2 separate regions of the Mus musculus genome follow, and region 1 is linked to region 2. Evidence: chromatin contacts called from public Hi-C data. All regions are on one chromosome and are shown on one strand. The core of a region is the stretch at or near the end of the contact, and the rest is flanking DNA. Distances in the headings are between cores, read along the strand shown.

Region 1 (3,831 bases), core at 423-2,922, 130 kb after region 2:
AATCACATAACTGAGATCATCCCTCCATCCCAAGGGAAGCAAATTTGCCATTAAAGAGGCCGTTCTCTTTTCCTTTCTGCCTTGTGCAGATCTTTTTATCCCCAATCTTATATTGTCTGCCTTGGAAAATTCCTCCTAAGAGCATTTGAAAACACATTTGCCAGGACACTGTGTGCATTCAAGAGACAAATTGAGACCCACTTTCCTCACCAGAGCCAGGCCCTGCCTTTAGATTGTTGCATCTTTTCTTTTTCCAGCCAACTCTTGTTAGATCAGTTCTTTAACATTTTATTCATTTATTTTTATTCCAGCTTTTAAATGTATGTGTCTGTGTGCTGTTGCATGCATTCGTGTGTATGTGTGTATGTGTGTGTGTGTGTGTCTGTGTCTCTCTCTCTGTGTGTGTGTGTGTGTGTGTGTGTGTGTGTGTGTGTGTGAATTTGTATGGGGAACCCAGGGCTGACATTAGATCTCGTCCTTGATCATTCTCCACTGTATTTTTGAAGCAGGGTCCTTCATGGAACCTGGAGCTCATCAATTCGGATGCAAACACTGGTGGGCAAGCCCTACAGATCCTCCTGTTACTGCCTCTGCTTTATTGGAATTGTGGGTCATGCCTGGTTTTATATGTGAGGACTTCTGCTTATGCAACAAGCACATTGCAAGCAGTACCATCTCTCTAGTCCTGTTAGATCAACGCTAATGGAGTGTTTGTAGTATACCCAATTCAAGTTCTGTGCTTCAATTCATTTAATCCTTATAAAGCACCATAAGACTGATACACATATGAGCACACAGAGACTGTGAAGCACCCATAAAAGCACCCACTAGTCAGGCTCAAACCAAAGTCTCAGCACTGAGAGGGGAAGTGGACACAAAGTCCCACCTCTAACCAAGAAGCTATTTTCAGCTAATACCTGATGGGCAACAGGAAATCAGTTTTATCCAATGGTGGGTCACAGCACATATCAACTATCCTCCAGGTCAGACCCCATGCTCAGGAGTAGTTGGCTAACACAAAACTGACTCCGTTATTTTTGTGTCTATTTTTTGTTTTGTGGTGTTTTGGTATTTTTTGTCCTATTGGTGCTTTGTTTGTTGCAGCTTTTTTTGTTGTTGTTGTTTCTGAGAAGGGGGGAGAGTTGGTTGGGTAGGAAGGAATTAGTGAAGGGGAAAGAATATGATGAAAATATATTGTTTGAAGACATTTTAACTTAAAAAACAAAATGAAAAAAATTCCAGAAATATGAACTCTGATATATCATCCTATTATAGATGAGGAACTGAGGCAGGGCAAAATAAAAGCCTGTGAAAATATCTAGTCACTAGGTAGTGCTAAGCAACAAACATGGATGAGGATCTTGGTTGCTTTGGCCCTCATCATGGTAATCTTTGTACTAAACTGTAACTGTTTCTCTGGGAGTCATGTTAATAAGAACAACAAACCTAAACCTGCAGACATTTTCAGAAAGGATGCCGGAAGGACATTTGAGGAAATCACTGGTTGTATTTAATTATTGGCTCCACTTGTACATTTCTCAACTGTGGAAGGATGCGCTTGTGTATTTGTTGACACTGTTCCGTTTTTCAGGAGAGTGACAGCAGGGAGTAGTGTTTTGGAGCCTGCAGTGGGTTTGGAAAGTACTGAGGTCTGTTTGTGCTGCACAGACCCTGAGGTCTGGAGTCCCCGCTGGGCCAGCTGGACCTCACGAAGACTTTAATTTGGAGCATCCTGAGCCATTTGTGGATCCAAAATAGTTCACATGTGTTTGGAAAGGAAGCGAAAATGGCTAGTCAGCTAGAAACAGTTATATGATTTGAGCAGCAATGTAGAAGATACCTCCCCTTGGGAGGCATCAGTTACATACTGTCTTGAAAAGTTCCATGTTCACTTGGATGGGGAAATTGAGGTGTTAGAAAAGGGTCAGTCTCAATGTTCTGCGGACAAATCAAATGGGCCCAATTAGTCCAGGTTAGGATGTGGGTGTGAAAATTAACATCTGGGTGCCATCTCTGGAGATGGTATTATTTGAAAGTGGAGGAGTTAACAGTTTTAATTGAATCTTTTCTTGTTTCATTCTGTTCAAAACAAAACTGTGTGGTCCTGGCTGTCTTGGAATTTGCTCTGTAGACCAGGTTGGCCTTGAACTTGTAGATCTGCCTGCCTCTGTCTGGAGAATGCTGAGATTAAAGGTCTGTGTAATTGAAACTTAGAGGCAAGAGAGAAGAGGTAGAAATGGCCACCCTATTTCTAAAGTGCTGTTCTCTGTTGCTTTTGATCTAGCTGTGTCACCTGACTCTGGTTGTCTAGTCAAGGTAGGCTCTTAGGCTGCTTGTCCAAATTCACTACGTGCAGGGCAATCTTTCCAATAGTTTCTAGAACAGATGGAGCCTTGTGTCTACCTTTGACAGTCCTTCCTGCATTGGGAGGACTCTCTGTGTCTGTACACGTACACGGGCTCCTCATCTGGATCCAAATCAAATGTCACTCTTCAATAGTGAGTTTTCTTGATCACCCTGCTTAAGACACATGCTTCTGCTTTTATTTATTCAAGCAGTTACTTTCTGAGTTTTATAGTGCATATGCTAGCCTCAAATTTATGTTCTGTTTCTCTCTTTCTCTCTCTCTTTTTTTTTTAACTACTTTTCATGTGTGTGATGTGTATGTGTGTAGACCAAATGCTGATGTCAGGTAACTTTTCTGTCTCTCCCTTCCTAGTTTTTTGATATAAGGTCTCTCAATAAACCTGGATCTCACTGATTCAACTATACTGCCTGGCCAGCATACCCCAAAGATCTCATCGCCATACTCTCAGTGCTGGGATTCCAGGTGTTCAGTGCCAACCCTGACCTTTTACCCAATTACTGAGAATCTGAGCTCAGGTCCTCCTGTTTGGACAGCAAGCATTTTGCCAATTGGACCATTTCCTTGGTCTTTTCAATTAGGGTCAAGCTCCAAAGGATTGTGTCACTATTGCTTGTTGTGGTCGGTCCTTTCATTGTAAGCACATGACTTATCCATGGTGAATGCTTCATAAAGACTTTGTTATTTGGGAATAGAAAACGGACGCATGGCGCTTTTCCAGAGTGCTGTGTGAGAGCCCATTTTATGACCTGGGCCTCCTTGACTGGCTACTTCAGTCACAGAAACTGCATTCAGTATCAGCTGAACACAAGCCCAGCATGCTTTCCATTCAACGCCAGAGAAACAGGCTGTTTGGGGTACCAGTGATTTTATTCTACCCCACAAACCATCGAGGATACTTCTGATGTCAGATCCAAATTTCTCAAGTGTACATGAAACTTTTCATGATATCTGCTAGAAAGAGAAGAACACTTCCATATGACTCCCTGAGCTCCATCTAATGTTTGCCTGTGGGTCTCTGCATTGGTTTCCATCCACTGCCAGATGAAGCCTCTCAGGAGATTGTTATGCTAGGCTCTTGACTACAAGAATAACAGACTATTATCAACAGTCTCAGGGATTAGTTATTGCCTATGGTGTGGGTCTCAATTTGGGCTACTCATTGATTGGCCATTCCCTCTGTCCCTGCTCTACCCTTGTACCTTCACATCTTGTGGGCAGGACACATTTTGGGTTAAAGGCTTTGTGGGTGGGTTGTTATCCTTATCATTCCATTGGGAGTCCTGCCTAGCTATAGGAAGTGGCCACTTTGGGATTCATATTCCCCATTGCTAGACTAGTTTCAGCTAGAGTCACCCCCTTAAGGCACTGTGGGGCCCCATTTCCCCCATCCTGGCACATCTGAGAGATGCCACCCACTGTCAGTTTCTTTTCCCTCTCCTGTTCTCTCTTCACCTGATCCCCCC
Region 2 (3,596 bases), core at 275-2,774:
ACCCAATGCAAGATCACCTAGTAGCCAGACATCTTGCTGAAGGTGTGTGATTGGCTGTCAGCCAAAGAGCCCTCCATACATGAGGCCAAATTCCTTCTGAATGGAATAAGGGCGGCGGGGGGGCTGGGGGGTGGGGGGTGTTTGTTTCAACCCAGAGGTAAAGAATTTTGGCTGGGTTATCCTGGATCATTCTCAAGATGCCTGGTAACTCCTGCTCTGTGACATTCTCTCAATGAGGAGAAAGTGAGTATCTGAATGGATACTCCAAACACACACACATACACACACACACACACACACACACACACACACACACCACACATACCACACACACATACACACCACACACACACACATACACACCACACACACATATACATACATACACACACACACACCACACACACACACCACACACACATACCACACACACATACACACACACATATACACACACACACCACACACACACCACACACACACATACACACATATACACACACACACCACACACATACACACACATACACACACACATACACACACACACACCACACACACACATACACACACACACATACACACACATACACACACACATACACACATACATACACATACACACCACACACACACATACACACACCACACACACATACATACACACACACCACACACATACACACACATACACACACACACACCACACACACACACATACACACCACACACACATACACACACACACTCATACACACACATATACACACACACACTCATACACACACACACACACACACACACACACACACACACACACACACACACACACTGCTGCAGCTGCCACTGCCTATGCTCAAGGCCTTCCCCTGTTGGGGCTGAAATCTTTCTGCATGTTGCTAGTGTGCTGCTGGTGGAGGTATTACAGAGAGAGGGTAGGATTTGAAAAGAAAGCAGGCACTGACCTATAGCCACAGAAGGCCTCTCAAGCATTTGATCCACGTACCCCTTCCTGCAGAGGAAGAGACTTGTCCAGGGTCAAGACAGCAGATTAGCTTGGATCATTTCCTGTGTGACTTGGCAAAGAGAAAAAAATTGCTTATTAGTTGTTAAGTGGAAATCTTAGCCTGCCCTGGAAGAAGAGCACAGAGGTTGCTAGAGGGTGGGGAGTCTTGACAGAATAGGGTACATTCAGGGTCTGGGAGGAGCTAAGAAGGATGCTGAGTAGGGTCCCCTCTGGCCCATAACTCACTATTTGTAAGTACATTTCATCCTGTGTAAAGGAGATGGGGGGGGGGGCGTGTTGTCCTAGGAGCCTCTGACGGCTCTTACTCTAGTTTCTTCCTGGCCAGCTGTCTAGGGTCTCCCCTATTTGGCCCGCATGCCCAGGCTCTGAGCCCGGAGGGAGGAGCTTGAGGGAGGAGGGCGTCCCCAAGGAAAATGTGTTAGCTGGCTGGAGGCCTGTCGGGTGGGGAAGCAGAGGGGTGGGGATCTGGGGTGGGCTGAGCCCCTTGGCTCTGACCCAGTCCATGCTCTGGCCCGCAGGAAGAAGAAGCTGTCAGCTCATTCACTCCCCTTTCAGGACAGGGAGAGAATAAAAGCTCTCTGGTCCCATCGGCTTCAAAAAGCCACTAGAGCCTCCTGGTCAGCTTGCGGGCCGCTCCCTTCCCATGCTTGGACCATGTTCTCGGGCGTCTTTCTGTGCGGACACAGGCGAGGACTGGATATCTGCAGCTGAGAGCTAAAACTTTTAAAACTTTTCTTCTCCCCAACAACTGAACCATGCCATGTGCTCGGGGGAGCTGGCTGGCCAAGCTCTCGATCGTGGCTCAGCTTATTAATTTTGGGGCTTTTTGCCACGGGAGACAAACTCAGCCCTGGCCGGTTCGCTTCCCAGACCCGAGGCAAGGTTAGTGGCTTTTCTTTATTTGTTTTTCTAACAGTGGAGTAGGACAGTGGAACTTGGTCTGTTCCCTTCCCCCACCAGGCAGGGCTGAACTCTAAGCCTTCTGGCCTGTCTAAGGAAAACTGCTGTGTGCTCAGGCTCGGATTTCCTTCTCTCCTAGGGCTTAAGGGTGCACACTCAGGGGTGACACCCTGCTTGGAAAGACCCAAGAGTACGCTCGCTCCCCGAGCCCCTCCCCTCCACTTTCCGCTTCCCCCCTTTGCAGACTGTGACATGGGAAATTATTTTTAATAAAGAGACCCAGCTGGTCACGGACAGTCATGGCAAATGTTTCCTTCATTTAAAACTTCATTTTAAGTCTGGAAGGTAGAAATTTTATTCTGGCCTCCTGCTGAGCACACTTGGCTGTGTTTTGGTTTCCTGGAAAGATTTAGGGTTTTGTTTTTTTCAAATGACATTCCTACTGGGGAGAAATTTGCCTCCTGGGGACTCCCGGTTGTCTGTCTTGCTTTGCAGAGTTCCAGGACAGCCAGGGCTACACAGAGAAACCCTGTCTCGAAAAAAAAAAAAAAAAAAGACTTTTCTCTGTCTAAATTTAGTGACGCATGCGTGTATTCTGAAAGAAAGCACTGGGAGACCGTGAAGATGGTTTATATTGGAATTCACTCCTCCTATTAGTATTGTTGTGGGGTCGTCATCATCTTCATCCGTAATGCCCAGGCCAAAGTGGTGCCGTTGCCTTTGTTTGTTTGTTTGTTTGAAATTGAACCTAGAAGAGTTTCATGTTCAGAGAGGACTACAACTTCAAGGTGTTGTCAGAGCAGGGGGGCTGGGAGGCTTGGAGAGATGGGGAGTGTATGAGCTCCGGGATGGCCTGCCAGCCCCTCCCACTACTGACAATGTCCTTCTGGGGTTCTGGTACTATGGCTACCATGCCTAGTTTACAAATGGGGACACTGGAACTTGGGGACCTTATGAGCTTAACTATGAAGCACATTCTTGAGCCAGGTATCCTACTTAAAATCATGCAGCCATAGAATGATAGCAATAGCAGGGATAATGTGCGCGCGCGCGCGCGCGCGCGCACACACACACACACACACACACACACACACACACACACTCACATGCATACACGCACTTGTCCACGTTTAAGGGATTGCTAGCAGTGTGTTTTGCCCACGCTGCAAAGTGAAATGCTGCCTAAGAATTCCTCTGCGGTGGCTTAGAGAGCAACCAGATGAAAATCCCTCTCTCCCTTTGCTTTACTTGGAAGCCAGAGTAGGCAAACACTGGGGTTAGATGTCAATCAGCCAGCACTTGTTTGTGTAAATGGTCCAGATACCATCTCAAGCCCCCAAGTTTAAAATAGCAGCTTTTGTTGTTCTTTGAAAAACAGTGCCTTTGTGAAAGGTCCCTGTTCTGGGGCAGCACAAACAAAGCCCACCAGCACTTCCCTGGGCATGCGGAGATGATTTCCTTCAAAGACACATTCTCCTGGGTGAGCTTTCCAGCTCTGCTTGCTTCGCATATTTGTAAGGGAAAATTCATCCTGGTGTACAGCAGACACTGCTGGGCCTGCCTTGTTGCTCTGGAAAGTGGGCTGTGACTCTTTTCCCTAGTGACCTTTGGGGGATATGCTGAGAGTAATTGATATTCAAAAGTAGCTTTAAAGTCCACTAAACTTATT

Evidence for each region. A called contact is a pair of places that touch in the nucleus more often than the background predicts.
Region 1: a Hi-C map of uterus shows a contact between it and region 2. The contact joins the enhancer-like site here to the promoter of Adamts12 in region 2. A contact is called at or near these places in 2 of 39 promoter capture datasets (both in embryonic stem cells), 5 of 484 Hi-C or Micro-C datasets (3T3-L1-derived adipocytes, the C3H10T1/2 cell line, pre-hematopoietic stem cells and 1 more), 1 of 115 datasets of contacts at active chromatin or transcription factors (fibro-adipogenic progenitors) and 2 of 9 other capture datasets (adipose tissue and liver).

Annotation. Positions count from the first base shown.
Region 1 is chr15:11,195,504-11,199,334 of GRCm38.p6, forward strand. All of the region lies in intron 3 of Adamts12 (a disintegrin-like and metallopeptidase (reprolysin type) with thrombospondin type 1 motif, 12), which reads left to right. Among named protein-coding and RNA genes, the nearest start is that of Adamts12, 130 kb to the left of the region's middle. Within about 2 kb of position 1,673, at least 8 of the 459 cell types and tissues checked have an H3K27ac peak or open chromatin away from gene starts, as enhancers often do. A contact at or near this core is called in adipose tissue and uterus, where this site is marked.
Region 2 is chr15:11,063,249-11,066,844 of GRCm38.p6, forward strand. It overlaps Adamts12 (a disintegrin-like and metallopeptidase (reprolysin type) with thrombospondin type 1 motif, 12), which reads left to right and starts at 1,525. Exons shown (of 24, transcript NM_175501.3): 1 at 1,525-1,909. The coding sequence starts at 1,783.